Regions from separate parts of the Zea mays genome. Here region 1 is linked to region 2. The links are chromatin contacts, called in public Hi-C maps. All regions are on one chromosome and are shown on one strand. The core of a region is the stretch at or near the end of the contact, and the rest is flanking DNA. Distances in the headings are between cores, read along the strand shown. Region 1 holds the start of LOC100274930. Region 2 holds the start of LOC100276913.

Region 1 (5,300 bases), core at 60-2,559, 160 kb after region 2:
GTGATAGAGATAATTAAAGATCATGCACTTATGCCGAAGCCAATCTTGTTGGATTGTTGAGGTTGGTAGAGGATCAATGATCATTTGGCTTGCCTCAAAGTGCATGTAAGTAAATGGCACATCACTAAACCACATAGATATATATTGTCTTCTTTTTGTGGTATTGATTGTTACTCTACTCTTACATTATTTGTGCTATTCAGCAGAACTTGTCATCCTAGAGAACAAACCTAGCTAGTTTATCAATTCTAGTGACATAGCTTAGTTGATCTCTTAAGCAGTAGGACCATGTAAGTCTTGATCACCTTATTCTTAAAAGCTACAGATACTGGTAGTGAATATTATGATATTCTTTTATGCTAACTATTTGTCTAATGTGTATTTGCTAGAAAATTTTAAATAAATGGTCACCCTTATTTAGCCATCCAAAAATTTGTACACCCTAACGCGGAAGTATGGAAGCAAGAAGATGAGGACAAGGATGACGATAGTGGCACACATTTCATTATAGTTATGATAGAGATACACTCACTCTGTCACTCAGGCACACAATCTCTAGGGGGCTCAACGGAGAAGAGAGACAAAGGTGACTATAGAGTAAGAAGAGTGAGGGAGGAGGTTCAACTGATTTATTGAGTCCTATATATCTGACATGGAGAGCTAAGGTTAAATATATTTGGGTTCAATGAGAATTTTATAATTTAGGTATTCAATGAGAATTTTATAAGTTTATTAAAAACCAAAATAACACAACGACAAGTTTAAACACCTATCTTACAAACAAAACTCATCTAATCATATATCGTAGAAATTTGACAGTTCAGCTGAGATTTTTCATTGTTCACCTTGCTGACTTGGGAATGGAATTGTAAGAAAACCCGCTGTAAATTTGAGTGCTAGTTGGAAACTCAAATTCTCTCTGAAATTCGATGGGCTTGGGGAACATATTAGTTATTTTCCCCACCATGGCTTCTTTGGAGCAAGGGGATTGAGAATGTTAAAATCTCTAACTATTTATCAATCCTATGCTCTCAAACAAACCCTTATTTTCCTCCTATTTTTGAGGGGTTTAAAATTTCAAACTAAGCGGATTAGGGGGGAAATCCGAAAGGACAAGGCACCTAACGAAGCACACCTTCCATCTCCAACCGTCGAAGGCCCCATAATCAGACGGCGGACAGGCGGAGTCGCGGAAACCACAACCGCACGATTCGTACAACGTCCAAACCGAGTGGGTCCCCGCCCGCTGCCGTGCTTCTCCCCATTTTCCGCAGTTTCTTCAGGTTTTCTCTTTCCTCTCCTCGCTTATCTTCCTCCCAAGCAACCGCTTCTCGCCGGGCGCCGGCGGCAGCTGCCACGTGCCGCCACCGTCTCATCGCCTCGCCGTACTAGCCCCGCGGCTTCGTCAGCCGATGAGCCGCTGCCCTGTGAGCTATCCTCTCCTGGTCGGCCGCTCCCCCCTCCTCTCTTCTCGTCTTTTTCCGTGACCCGCCCGTTCATTCGCTTCGTGCGTGCGTGGCGCAAGTCGGTCCCTGTGCGGTGATCGTTGTGTTGCCAACGGAACCAAATTTAGTAGAGTGCCCCCCTTGTGCGATAGCGTCTGCTAATTGCTCCTGTTGGCGCGCCTCGACATGTTGGCGTTGGCCCCCAAAGTTCACTCGAGTTTATTTTTTAAAATAAATAAATAAATAGGGGATCCCTACCATATTGGTCGATTTTGTTTCGAGCGCCCGCGTGTCTGAGAATTGGATTTGCCCGCGAATCTTGGTAATTGCTGTAACAGTTATTGTCATGAGTCTCATGAGTCATGGACCATACACTTCCACTTCAGTAGTTCAGTTGCCTGTGATGGGGAAATATCAAGTACTGATTGGAATAGCATCGAAGGGGCTAATCTTGTTCTTGTATGTAGCGCATTGAAACAAGTACTAAAAGAAAGGTCGTGATTTGGTTTGCGTACCTTTTATTCACTTCCCTATATTATTTTTAAAAGCACTTCGTGATTTTCAGATGAATAGCAATGTCTGCATATTAGTGCGTTCATTGATGAATTTGTTTCTAGGTTTCCTCTCATACAATATAATGGTGTCAAAGCCTGTAGTGCTTGTCTTCCTGTTGGTGGTACTCATAATCACATCCCAGTTTGAATGGAAGCAACAGCTTGTAAACGAGTTGGAATCTACGGCTCGCAACCAGAAACATGTTTCAAGTAGAGAAGAGCTTGTCAAGGATCAGGTGAGGCGACTCACTTTGTGTATCTGAATGCTTTAAGCGATTTTTTTTAGTTTTAGATAGTGGCAAAATTTGAGATGAAAAGGAGCTTGAATAGCAGGGCTCTAATAACATGCAAATTATTGCTTCCAAGACCTTATTTTCATGGTAAGTGTAAGCGTTGAGATGTGTTCAGTAACCTCATATTAGATATAGTCTTATGTTGTTGTCCCAGCACATTGCAATTTGGTTAGAAAGAAAATTATTGTGTCGTACTAGAGGACTGGAAGAGATCTTTTTTTGGCAGCAGTATTCAAATTTGGCTATAACCTTATACTTGTTTCAGATAATCTTCACTCAAGAAAAGATGATTCAAAGATTGAATAATTTTGTCCGAAATCTTCAGCAACAGTTGGTGCAGTGTCGTGGCAACAACAGGACAGTTAATCGTTCTGGAACTTCTTTGACATCTTATATTAGTGAGATCCAGATGCCGCAGATGATGGATGACTGACAATGTCGCGCGGCATGAACTATACGGATAAAAAGATAGGATATTCACAGAGTCATGTGGACAGCGAAGTTCTCCCAGTAAAAGCAGTCATAATGTAGTATTAGCCTGGACAGAACAATATTCGATCAGTTCCAGAGAGAAAGGAACGCTGATCCTTTGAAAACCCGTGTAATTTTATTTCCCTTTTCCTCTTTTTCCCCCCTAAGAGAACTGAAAATTCTTTGTTTTATGATAGGCATCTATATATACTTATTATCCTCTACAGATATTGTGATATGAAGGTGTTTTAGAAGTGTAAATTGCTCTTTAATGCGTGCTCTGGCACAATAGCACTGAAACCTCTTCAGTGAGGAGAGGACTCTGCCTTTACATATTACAGTCTCCGTTTCTCCCCATTTCGCAGCATGCTGCAACTTTTTTAAAACGTCATAACGATTTTAATGCCAACAGATTTTTGACTGTAAGATTCTCACATTTACACAGATTTAATCTCTTTCTCAGCATTTCAAATGCTTTAATATCATCAGATTTTCTAGCTTATGCTATTTCCTCATAAAATTCTTATTGTAAGGTCTAGTTTGGCAACGGCAAGAGATTTATATTTTCCGAAAAATAGTATTTTTTAGAAAATGAAAATCCATTATAGAAATAGAGTTGTCAAACTAGTCCTAAGAGTATTTCTTGACGTGGAGGTCAAGAGTCAGGACTAATAAGAATCTGGCACCAGTCTTCTTGGAAATGAACAATTGGTTATGATAACAAAAGCACTAATAAGAATAGAGCATTTCAAAGTAGAGCTAAGATGTTTGAAGATTACAAACCAAACACACATTAATATCGTAGGTCCTAACAGTGCCAACATAAATGTTCAAAGCGGAGCTGAGATGTTTTAGATTTAACAAGTAAAACACATTAGTGACACGTAATAGTATAGCTAATATAAATGTTCAAAGGTAGAATTTGCGTAAAACGTTTGCAATTCCATGACAGTGGACTCATAAAATAATTTACAAATGGCAATTGATAATACATGTTGTATTTGTACATGTATGTTTTTAAAATTAAACGGTGTATAGTTCCATAGATCACTGAAGTATAGTTACACCAGGCAGCGAGATAGCATCAATCAGGATATAAGATCAAACCAAGAATAAACATAGCTCCATACGTTGAGCGGTGATCATGGTCTTGATAATTTTCATGCTCTTAGATCACCCAGCGACTGTCACTCATAGATTTGAAGCTTAGTGTCTAGAGATCAACTAGAGATCTATTGGCATTTCAATCTACAATCCATAGCCGTTTGTATGAGGCTCCTTCCCTCCATGATGTATGGTATGAAAACGCAGAATTAAGCAGACTTCACTATTTATTCCTACAAAGAAATGGCGCATTCAAAAAAGATTCAAACCAACAATACTAAGTTATGCATGTCCATAAATAAAAATTATGTGACTGCATTGAGTAGGACATCACCATCTTGTAGAAGAGTGTATACAGTCCATTTGGTATATATGAATCTGTATGTCCACTAATGTAACAAGGAAATACAAAATAAACATTAGTCCCCAAAAGACTAATTACAAGCGCTAAAACAATGCGGTACTCATTAAATTTGTTACATGCTCCAGACAACATTAATGAAACAAAAAATAATGTTTGTCAATAAATAGTTATATATATAATTTAATCAACACCTGAATAATTAAAGTACTTAAAACTAACATAATTAGCCATATTGAAACTAACGATTATATATCATTATTAATAAAAGATCATATAATGTTGTTAGCCACATAGATAAGCTTTAAATAGTTTAAATAATGCATATTATTGGTTGTACTAAAGTTGGCATCACTTACATTACTAATTAATTGTAGATACATAAGTTTTAGATAGCTTTACATGGTACTTTGTTATTTGTAGATATGGATAACGATAGATATTTTATAATTTGTTCAAATATGAATACTGAATTGGATAAAGAAAAATTATAGCGAACGAATACGGATACATTCACTTAGTATCTATATTAAAATGAAATACGATTATGGATATCGAAATTGTCACTAAACAAATACGAACATTGGATTCTTTTGGATGTTTTAACATCCGCATCCATCTCTAATAGTAGGCGAGCCTACATGGCCACATGACTCCGCACAGTAGGAGTCTACGACGTCGTGTTGAGTATTGAGTTTCATGCACCAATTAATTTAACTCAAAAGCTTATATTGATGAAGAGAGATAATTTACTTATATTCTAACCCTCTTCCTCACGATAATACTCTCAGATTTTAGATTTAGAATATGAGTGATCAACAATTATTTTTATTTAATTGCGTTAATCAGAATTCAAACTCAAAACCTTTCACTCCTATAACATTTTGAGTTTCATGCATTAAGTAGTTCAACATAAAAATTAAACGGATGAAGAGAGGTGGACAGTTCACCTGTTCTTACATTAAGACCATATTTACGTCTTGTTGACTGAGATAAATACAAGTACACTCAAATAAAAAAAAAGATGTTAGCAAGACGTGTGGTGCACTCGTGCTCGAGCATTTGTGCACAC
Region 2 (5,421 bases), core at 1,850-4,349:
TCACATCCTATTGAGCATCCATTGAGAGAATCATTTCTTCAATATTGTGAACCTTGCTTGAATGTCATCTAGATATAACTGCTAAGATCAATCAAGCTCTAGTTTGATTCTCATATATTCATATATGGACTAATAGTAATATGGTCAAGCCAATTCACGGTTCCTCATATCTTATTCACTTTGGCTTGACCAATCCTCTTAATCACTTCAACCTCTATTATGATCATATTTATGCATAGTGATTTCTCAGGTCTTGTCTATATATTCAAACCAATATAGAGATCATATTATATCCATTTGCATTGTCTCATTGGTTATTTAACCTTGTGTTGAACCTTTGTTCACTGTCATTATACACTATTCAAGTATGTTCATCATACTGAATTTCCTGTTCAACACTTAGCAAACTTGTTAGTCCTTTAAATGTGTTGTCATCCAAATCACCAAAACTCACAAAAGGGATGAATGCACTTTCAAGTTGCTACAGTAAAATATAATGCAATAGACGGTAGAGCTTGCCTCTGAGTTTTCCATGTTGAAGGGGCGATCGAGGAAACATTGGAGATACATCAACTGTGACCGTGTATCCACCTACGACCGACTGATGCAAGACTACATCAAATGACTCGTGTGTCTACCCACCACTCTACTTTCATTGAATGTACCACATGTGAAGGAGACACTTCCCTCACACCTTAGAGAGGCTAGGTGACCACTCCCCCTACTTCACTCTTCGAACCGATACACTCAACCGCAGCGGTTCCTTCTCCACCAGAAGTTCACAGCTGTCCTACGCATGTTTGCGTACGGTAGTGTTACTGACTCCATCGATGAGTACATCAAAATAGGAAACAGTTCCTTATTAGAGTGTCTCGAGCTATTGTGTAGAGGTGTTATTGCATGTTGTAGGGCGGAGTACATGCGTCATCCCACTGCTGATGACCATATGCATCAATTAGCTAAGGGGTAGGGAAGGGATTTTCTAGTACTATAGGGAGTATAGCTTGCATGCATTAGAAGTGGATGAACTATCCTATTGGATGGAGAGGACAATTCATAAGAGGGGACATTAGATCTCCGACAATCATGCTCGAGACGGTTGCCTCACATGACTTGTGGATCTGGCATGCTTTTTTAGGGTGACGACATTGAATGATAATGTGAATGTGCTCAACCTGACATGCTTAAGGATGAAGCACAAAATGTGAACTTCACGGTGAATGACCATGAGTACAACCAAGGGTACTACATTGTCGATAACATATACCCTCTGTGTTTGGTGTTCATGAAGACGATTCCACTCCCATAGACTCCAAAGTAGTGAGTGTTCATTGTGTGCCAGGAGAGCAAATGGAAGAACATGTACATGGTATTTGTGGTGCTTAAGGCTCGATTTCATATTCTCACAACCTTAGGTCGTTCTTTCTTTCAGTAGGTACTCGGTGTGATCATGTGTGCATATATCATTATGCATACTAATGATCATTGAGGATGAGCGTGGAGGACCATACGAAGTGGACGAGTACAAGATACTCGAGTTCTTGGTTGCAGCACCAATACAATCATCACCCCTATTAGGACCTGACAAGCGGGCCCAAACACTTGGGAGTTGCTGGGATAAGCAACACACAACAAAACGGTTAGCCTGGAAGCTGAAATGTCTTGTCAAGTGTATCCGTGTCGGGATCCGGACGGGAGTATTTATAGGGTAATCAGGGGGACACAAGCCTAAATATGATCGTATCACTAGTTACCTACTATATTCTTAGAATATGTCGTGCAATAGGGTAATTACAGTACAATATTGGCTCGTGCCTAATTACACCAAATCGTTTACCCGCTAGGGGATCTGGACAAAGGGCCTTGGGGTCTAGCAGGTGGACCCACTCTAAAAAATAGCAGGTGAGAATATGAAATCGAGCCTTAAGCACCACAAATACCATGTACATGTTCTTCCATTTGCTCTCCTGGCACACAATGAGCAAGGCCCACACATGTACATGGTATTTGTGGTGCTTAAGGCTCGATTTCATATTCTCACCTGCTATTTGTGGGCCTTGCTCCCGTCCACTGCCTCGAGGCCTCCGACCCGGGGATAAAAGTCCTAGTACCTTCAGCTTCCTAGCACCTTCGCCGCAACCAGCCTCGAGGTCCAGTGCCTTTGCGTGCTCTTGTGGGATCAACTCGTTCGGAGGGTAAGCTGGCGGTGGATCGAACGCGTCAGCCCTCCAGGTAGACTTCGAGTCGAAGAGCCCCCGCAGTGGCCAGCCTTCGCTCCGACGACGTCAATCGGAGGAGAGTGTGAGGGCTCTCATGCACCGTAGTCTGCACCGGCTGTGCGGGATGGCCAAAGCCTTATTTATGTTTGGGTCCCACATTCACAGACAAGTTAGCCTAGCTCCAGACGTGGTCGCACGAAGGGTTAATCGAGGTCTGGTTCGACCTTCGTCCCAACAACCCTCAAGAGTACCGACGGGCCGGCTTTGCAACCATCCTTGAGGAGATGCCACATCCCATACAAACTCGATGCATGGTTAGTTCGTATACTAGTACTCTCTTCAAATCTTAATCAACCCTTGAGTAGAAAGTTTAATGTCGACGTTTGATGACCCTAAATGTTCCCAAAAAATAATTTTAACTGTATTAATATCGGCGCACTGCCTTAGTCCCAATGTGGTACTAAAACCATCTCCCACGCTGCTGCGGCCCCACCGTGCCGTGCCTCGTCTCGTCCAAATACGGCTAGCTGTGTTTACTCTACGGCACGGCCTACGGGTGTCGGGTGCGTTGCCTTGCCTCAATGGCTGACGGGTGGTGCTACCAGGAGCCTGGCGAGCGGCGGCGTTGTCTTCCGCCCTCTTTTGTTGTTGGGAGGTTGGAGCAGGTGGCTATCTGTGTCGTTGGTATGATGAGTTGCAGTTGAGCGCAGGTGCCCGGGTAGAGGCTGACAAGTTGGTTGGCCAGTGGCTACGCTACATGATGATCGGCCGCCGTGCCCTCAATACAGCCACTCCGATCCCCCGCCGATGTGATCTCCTCTCCTCGGACTACAAGTACCCGCGACAGCGTTGAGTGCGTATACTAGCCGCGTACACATAACACATCTGGTAAGCGAGCACCGAGCAGCAGGCGGTCTCAACGGTCGACGCGCCAGCTTTCCTTGTCCATGCAGATCACTCGTCGTACGTTCCCTATGCTGGCTCCTCCTCGGCTCCCCCTCGCCGGGGCGCTCCTGCTGCTCCTCGCCGTCGCGCTCGGCGCGGTGCCGTGCGAGAGCGCCGCGCTCCGCCTCCGCGGCTCCGTCGCCTGCCTCGACTGCGCCGAGGGACACGATCTCTCCGGTACGTACGGTACACTGGTGGTCTCACTCTCAGTCTCACCTCACTTCTTGTCCCTCACTTCTCGATCGTGCCTTTTGTTTGTGCTTGGTGACAGGTGTGGTCGTGGCGGTGAAATGCGCCGGCGACGGCGACGGCAGCGCGGGCCTCCACGCAGCGCAGACCGACGGGCGCGGCAACTTCGACGTGGCCGTGCCAGCAGAAGCGTCAGCCTCGGGCGCGCCGTGCGCGGCCAGGGTCCTCGGCGCCACGGAGCAGCTCTGCGCGCCGTGGGGACTCACGGTCGCGCGCGTCGTCCCGGCCCGGGGGCCTGGCTCCGCCTCCTACCCCGCCTCCTATGTTCTGGGCTCCCGCCTCGCCTTCTTCACGAGGTGCGCTGCGGCTAGCGGCGGCTCCGCTGTCGCTGCGACCATGGCCGACCGTGAACACCAGGGTGGTAACGCCCCGATGGAGCCAGCGCTAAGGCCGACGCCACCGGCGGCACGGACGCCGGCGTGGACTCCACCGTCCCGTGGAGGCAACAGGCCGCCCTTCAGTTTTGGAGGACTGCCTCCCTTCTTCTTCTTCTTCCCGTTCATCCCGATCATCGGCATCCCTTGAACCTGAACGCTGCCGTGTCCAAAGCACTACCAGTACTACTTACATTTGAATCCCATGTCCATGTATCCATGACATAATGATAATGCTAGTGTATGCACGCCAAAACAGCATCCAATAAATCAAGAGATTGTGCTTTTCTCTTTCCAAGAGTGCAGCTAAGTTTTCATTATATTGTAGATTGGCAACAACTTTCTGGTCTGGGGAGTGAGGAGCGGTAGAACAAACTAGTGATGCATGGTCCAGGCTTTTGCCTGCTCAAACCGAGCAAACCAGTACACGGACAGGACTTCTCCAGCAGCCATGGAACACACACAAGAAACACGGCACCTCTACCGCTCCACAGCATGCGCTAACTTCTCTGGCTTAGACATGGTTAAAATATTGGCATCCTTCGGCTTCAAACAGACAAAACCCCAATTTGAATCCAGACACCAAATGTGGTCCAGAGTACAAGGAGAATCACGTAAGATTTCCAGACAGCTACCGTGCGCAAAGCTTAGGCAGCCCGCAGCCCGGAGCCCATCCTCAAAGCTCTTGTCACACTTCCAAATGAAATCCTCAATAAACTGCAGAAATGGTGTTTACATGGCAGGTGACGATACAACATGAAAACAGCCTTAAGCATGGCGTGAATTCACACCGCATCAGCATTATGCCAACCCTTTGTGCATGTAGGTATCTCCATAAACTCGTCAAACTCCTTGACATGAACATCACAGCATTTCCACTGCAAGAACAGAACAGATATGGGGTTTAGGGATGGCGAGAATAGCTGTTTACAGAGGCAGAAATCAACATATAGCTTCAAATAAATCCTTCAAATATATACATACCCCTCTCATCCTGTCATGGAAAACGGCAGGACCTGGATGGTAGTCACATGCAGAATCATGGTTATCCTTCTCCTTGTAGGATTTACCACATCCTTTATTTTTACATGTCCTCAGCTCATTTACATCGATCCTTTTCTTGGGCGGTGGAACAGCTGATTTCTCAACAGGTTCCTTGTTTGTATCGTCGGTAGCAGCTGGCTTTTGTGGCTTGGGCTGTGATCCTGAAAACATAGCACCAGAGCAAGCTCCATTTAACAGATTTTTAATAGGCAGCTAATAAAGATATTTTACCAAATTACCATAAAGGACCATACGTGTGGCCAAACATATGTGCAGGGTGGTAAATTGTGTAACACTTATAAATAGGAATCAATCAGTTTAACTAAAACAAGATTACTGCGAATACAAACTCACCATGATCGGAGCAAAAGAAACCTTGACGACACCTTGCACACACATCAACTCCCACACCCTGCTTAGAGGACTGGATCGGTGTTGCCTTTGTACGGTTAGATGAAACAGCTTTTGTGATTGGTTTTTCGGTTGTATGCTTTCCTGTTGTGCATCTACACCAAAATAGAGCATGCAATCAATTACTGCTCGCTCTGCTGACGTAAGTGTTGGAATTAGGGTTACGAAGGTAGTACGAG

Evidence for each region. Hi-C and Micro-C count contacts between places; a contact is called where the count stands out from the background.
Region 1: a Hi-C map of leaf mesophyll shows a contact between it and region 2, with 2.7 times the contacts expected there. The contact joins the promoter of LOC100274930 here to the promoter of LOC100276913 in region 2. A contact is called at or near these places in 7 of 25 Hi-C or Micro-C datasets (ear, leaf, leaf mesophyll and 3 more).

The regions. Positions count from the first base shown.
Region 1 is chr5:173,136,553-173,141,852 of Zm-B73-REFERENCE-NAM-5.0, forward strand. LOC100274930 reads left to right here and starts at 1,310. Exons shown (of 3, transcript NM_001365191.1): 1 at 1,310-1,427; 2 at 2,063-2,235; 3 at 2,558-2,986. The coding sequence starts at 2,083. The coding sequence ends at 2,725.
Region 2 is chr5:172,971,931-172,977,351 of Zm-B73-REFERENCE-NAM-5.0, forward strand. It overlaps LOC100276913, which reads left to right and starts at 3,100. Exons shown (of 2, transcript NM_001165426.1): 1 at 3,100-3,341; 2 at 3,436-4,078. The coding sequence starts at 3,167. The coding sequence ends at 3,938. LOC100286145 (integrin beta-1-binding protein 2) reads right to left here. Exons shown (of 6, transcript NM_001159033.2): 4 at 5,186-5,337; 5 at 4,772-4,992; 6 at 3,955-4,665. The coding sequence ends at 4,573.